2 separate regions of the Sus scrofa genome follow, and region 2 is linked to region 1. A link is a contact called in public HiChIP or PLAC-seq data. All regions are on one chromosome and are shown on one strand. The core of a region is the stretch at or near the end of the contact, and the rest is flanking DNA. Distances in the headings are between cores, read along the strand shown. Region 1 holds the start of SELENOH (selenoprotein H). Region 2 holds the start of ZDHHC5 (palmitoyltransferase ZDHHC5).

What was found. HiChIP or PLAC-seq counts read pairs in DNA pulled down with a chosen protein or histone mark.
Region 2: an H3K27ac HiChIP or PLAC-seq map of skeletal muscle shows a contact between it and region 1. The contact joins the promoter of ZDHHC5 here to the promoter of SELENOH in region 1. A contact is called at or near these places in 14 of 47 Hi-C or Micro-C datasets (alveolar macrophages, blood, embryonic fibroblasts and 6 more) and 2 of 2 datasets of contacts at active chromatin or transcription factors (alveolar macrophages and skeletal muscle).

What each region holds. Positions count from the first base shown.
Region 1 is chr2:13,228,619-13,231,142 of Sscrofa11.1, forward strand. SELENOH (selenoprotein H) reads right to left here and starts at 1,261. Exons shown (of 3, transcript NM_001184948.1): 1 at 1,139-1,261; 2 at 908-1,053; 3 at 678-778. The coding sequence starts at 1,260. The coding sequence ends at 678. It overlaps TMX2 (thioredoxin-related transmembrane protein 2), which reads right to left. Exons shown (of 8, transcript XM_005660896.3): 8 at 1,845-2,524.
Region 2 is chr2:13,275,257-13,277,780 of Sscrofa11.1, forward strand. It overlaps ZDHHC5 (palmitoyltransferase ZDHHC5), which reads right to left and starts at 1,261. Exons shown (of 12, transcript XM_021083028.1): 1 at 1,153-1,261.

The sequences.
Region 1 (2,524 bases), core at 11-2,510:
ATATCAAGTGGCTGACCACATGCACTGTATGAAGCATTAGGGTGAAAGGCAGGGTCAAGTCCTGGGACCAGGAGTGAGAGTGCTACAGTGTAGGGTTATCACGTGGGGCCGTAACAGAACATACCAGTAACAAAAAAACACAAGAGGGCAGGAGTTACACAAAATTTGGCCATGAAAGAGGGGGGAAAAAATCACAACTCACACAATAAATGGGGGAAAACAGTGGAATTTACAAGAAAATGAGAGTTTTGTTGGTTTTTTTTGGATGTTAACATTTATTTTTTCATTCATCCATTCATTCATTCATTCAAGAAAATGGGTTTTTCAACCCATATAAAACTAATCTGTACACCAAGGGTAACAACTGCATCCTCTGAGGACACAACTTGCATTTCTGTAAAGAATCATCTACATTACCATGGGTATTCCACGACGTAGGTCAAAAACAATGAAATGAAACACAGAGTTAAGCTAAGGGCACACTAGGTAATTATAATTTTTTTCAGTTTTTCCCAACAGTAAAAGGAGACGCGGTATTCCCACTAGAGAAAATCCTCTAGCAGGTCCCGTGTGAAATAAGAAGCAACAGACAGAGCTACTTCGCCACACTAACATCAATCCACTCTCCCCCAACTCCCACTTCAAACCTCGGCGTGAGGACCTCTGCCCAAACCACCCTACGAGAGGTACTTCTTCAGCTCCTCCACCACCTCTTGAGGCTCAGGGAACTTAAGTTTGCGCGGGGGCCCCTTCTTAATTCCAGTCCAGAGCTCCGCACCTGGGAAAGAACCACGTAAAGCAGAATTACTACAGCCTCCCCCCGGAATCACCAGGTGGCGACGGTTTGAGACCAGCGCTTCCCCGCCTTCCACCCACGGCCCGCACCCAGACCCGGGCCCTCACTCACTGCTACCGTCGGGGCGCATCAGCGTCACCTCGAAGCTGCCCCTCCGGGGCTTGGTAGGATTCACCCTCACTGGAAGCTCCGGGGCCTCCACGCGCAGCGCCTGGCTCAGGGCCGCAGCGTTGCGCCCATAGACGCGTCAGCTCGTGCTAGTAAGAGATGAGGAAGGTCAGAGACTGGGGCCCTCGGTCTAGGGGGTCCTCGCCCGCCTCCATTACGCCCTAGGCCCCTCACCAATGCTCAATAACGACGCTGGCCTCCTCCATTCCCTTCCGGCCGCTAGCCGGCGTCTCCTGCTTCTCGGCCGCCGCGCCCAGCGCCGTCTCGGCCTTCCGCTTCCTCCCGCGGGATGCCATGGCGCCTGGAGCCGGGCTGGGAATCGAGCCGACCGGGGGAGGTACTAGGGTGGAGTCGCGGCCACCGGCAAGAGAGGCCAGCCAAACTCCGAGATCCAAACCGCAGGCCAGAAACTCGGCCTCCAGAACAAAACCTCCCTTAAGCGGCAGCAGCGTGGCGGGGGCGCGCACGTGGCCTGGAGGCGGGGCCTCTTGGGCAGAGCTACTCTGCGCGCAGTCGCGGGGGAGTCACGGGGCGCACCAGACCGAACCACCGGTGATGGGGGGACGGGCGGAGGGGCGGAGGGGCCAGGTAGCTCTGAAAGCAAGCCTGGCTCTTCCGCTTTTCCGAACTGTGCGACCAGCTGAATTGTGTGCACCTTGACCCCGTCCCTTCCCAAAATCTCCTTCCTGGGACTCGCGAGCCAAACCCAAACGAAGTCCGCAGTCTAACCCTGGGGTTGTGAAAACTAAACCTCCACTCCACAATCCTGGGGACCAATGCATGAAACTAACCAGGATGGCCTTTGAAATTAAGGAGATGGATAATTCCTCCGCAGTAGCTTGGCATCTCTAACACATGAATCACACACAAAGGCACAGTCAAAAGTAAATCCCAGTCTCTTTATTATGGAAAAACATCAACTGGCAGTGGGGAGGAGGTAGGAAGGTAAGTGAACTCCAACCATGGTAGGGGCTTTCTCCTCCAGGCCCCACCGGATGTCTCAAACTTCTATTCCTCTTCTTCGCAATCTCCATAAAATAGGGAGATTATTCCATACGAAAACTCTGAGGTTAAAGGTTTCTCCTTGGGACCAGTGACAGGCTTATACTTTTTAATGCAGGCCACAAACCAAGCCAGAAGGGCCTAAAGTAAGAATCCTTGAGGGAAAAAAATCTTAGCACTACTGCTGCATCTTGGCCTGTTGTTAGGCTTTAATCTAATCTAATCTACAGCTGTGTAGGTCCGCTAAAAGGAATAATGAAACCGGACGTGGTGGAGATGTGTGAGCGCCCAAGCTTGGTGGGAAAGCATTTCCTCCGCCACCACATAAGATGGTTCCCTCTCTCCAGTTAAAGAGCAGGCCACTGGAGTGGAGGCCTTCCTGAAGGATACCTGTCATACCTGGATGCCTCTTAAAAATCAGAAGCAATACCCTGCCCCACCTAGACGTAGCCAAACAGGAAAAACATAAATTAAAGTCCAAGGCCTCAGGCCAGGCTTGTGGTTACAGAAAGGGCAGAGCCTCAGAGGTGCCTGGGATTGACAGGAGAGGAAGCACTG
Region 2 (2,524 bases), core at 11-2,510, 47 kb after region 1:
CTGGTGGGGGTAGGGGAGGAAGCGGACGGATGCAAGAGAACAGGTAACAGGATGAGGCTTGAGCCAAAATAAGTATCAGCAGAGTGGGGTGAAGGACCTAAAAAGCAGGGAGGGAATGGCACCCAATCCCTACCCCGGAGCGGGGGTATCGAGAATCACGGTAAGGGGCAGGGATGGCCGAGACAGGGAAGACCGCATCCGCGGCGGCAGGGCCCATTGGAGCCGCGGGAGACTACAGAGCCCCGGGTCGCAGAGCCGGGGGCGGGAGGGGCGGCGGCTGGGCGCCAGGCGCGTAGGGACCGGGGTCCCCAGCTGGGACCCGGCGACCCGGCACTAACCGGTTCTGAGCCCCGGCAGCCGTGGATCCCCGGCCTCTACTCGTCGTCCGTTTCCGGGGCCCACGGGTCCCGCCGCAGTTGGATGACCCGGCCCGGAGGAGGAATGGGGCCTCAAACCACCTCCCCCTCTTGGGTCCCCCTTCCCTAGAGGTCACTCTCCCCTCCCACCTTCCTGGCCCGACACTTCCGGTTCCGTAGGGGCCGGTGTCCCCGGTACTCACCCCCGGCGCTGTTCCCGTCACCGCTACCGTCGTAGTCGCCGCCGCCTCCCGGTAGTGCCGTCCGGCCTCTGAGAGGCAGCGCGCGGCCGCCGCACGCTCCACGCCCGCCCTGCTCAGCGCGCCCCCGCTCAGCGACGCTCGCCTTCGAGTCAGCGCGCGGCCGTTGCCCTCAGAGCCGGGTCTCGAGCCCTCCCAGCGTTCCCATTGGCTCCCTGTCCCGGGCGCGCGCGACGTCTCGCGCAGGGCACGTTCCTCTCATTCATGCGGCTCGCGCCGCCGCGCCCGCCCCCGCTCACTCTCCCATTCACCCATAGCCCCCACCCCGACGCAGCTCTAGGGCGTGCGCGCGCACGCCGGCGACCGCGGCGACCTCGCGGTCTGATTGGCTGCAAGAGCACAGCGCCGTACCACGCGAGAAAACGAGAACGCGCGCGCAAGGGCCTTCGACCAGCAGAGATGGGTGGGCGTACTGCGCAGTAGTCGGAAAAGGGGAAATGGCGGGGCCACTCTTCCCTTTTTCTGCTTCCTGCTTTGTGCCCCTCCCGTATCGAAGCAGGAAAACTCAGACGTGAAAAATAATTAAATGTGCGTACCGAGAGTACTCAAAAGCAAGTAGTTACCCTTCCAAATTCGCCAAACCCCCTCCAGTAAGTGTGGTACGCTCCAGACAGGCTTCTGGAGTAACCAATCACCCACAGGCCCCGGCGTCTTCCGGCTTCAGCTTCTTCAGTCATTGGCCAACAGTTTGCCCACTAATTGGCCCTCTCCCTTTTTTCTTTTTTCTCTTTCTTTTTTTTTTTTTGATGGCGAAAACTTTATTTAAAACAATTTTGATGGAGCATTCATTAGACCGGCGAGTTCCCTAGTACCAGCAGAATCTCAGGATAATGGAAAGGTCTGGCTTATGGCTTCCGCACGGAGGGGCCTCCCGGAGTGAAGAGTCTGTGGGGAGCGAAGCTCCTGCCGAAGGCCTAGGAGGAAGAGGAAGGAGAGCGAGCGCGAGCTTTGGAACCATAGTGCCAACCGTGGAAGAGGAACACAGGACGCGCGCTGAGGCAGTCGCAACCCCCCGGAGTGGGAGCTGACTCTTGGCTTCGCCTGATTCCCTTAGCGTTTCACTGCAGCCCCTGAGCTGGGTGCCGACATGTAACCTCGCCCAATCCGGGAAATACAGGCAGGAAGGAAAAGATTCTCTAGAAGCTCCTGTCTCTGGAGCTGCTGGCCAACGCTACATAGATCACAGCGCCACATCTTGTCCTAATTAGCCCTACAACGTTGTGAACCCAAGAGCAAGGCCTGGTGTTCTCATTTAGCTCAAGGCCATTTCTTTTTTGAAAGCTGCCCTGGCTATTACGTAATAGTCTTTCAAAAGTGTTCCACCAGCCACTTCACTGAAGCCAAGATTCCTCACCTGTAAAGTGTGATTCTAAATCCTGCGGTCTGTCCTGGTCTTTGGTGTCAAATGTTGCTAGTTTAAAATATGCTCTGAGCACTAGGCGGCATGGGAAAGATCTGCCTTCTTTTCTGAGGTCTAATCTAGTTCTTTCTCTGACATGGCTTATGTAACAGGTTCTATTACATGCTTGCTAAGTGCCTCAATCTACCATTTGTTGCTGCATGCTTCAGAGTTTTGTTTTGTTGTTGTTTGTTTGTTTTAATGGCGGCACCCGCAGCATATGGTAGTTCCGGGGCCAGGGATGGAATAGGAGCCGCAGCTGCGACCTTCTCTACATATCCATAACCCACTGCACCAGGCTGGGGATGAAACTTGCTCTGCCACAGAGACAAGTCGAGTCCTTGGTGGGAACTCCTGCATAGCTCTTTTAATGACAGTGTGTATTTAAAAAATGAAATCTTGGAGTTCCTGTCATGGCTAAGTAGTTAACGAATCTGACTAGTATCCATGAGGTTGCAGGTTGGATCCCTGGCCTCGCTCAGTGGGTGGGGTATCCGGCATTGCTGTGA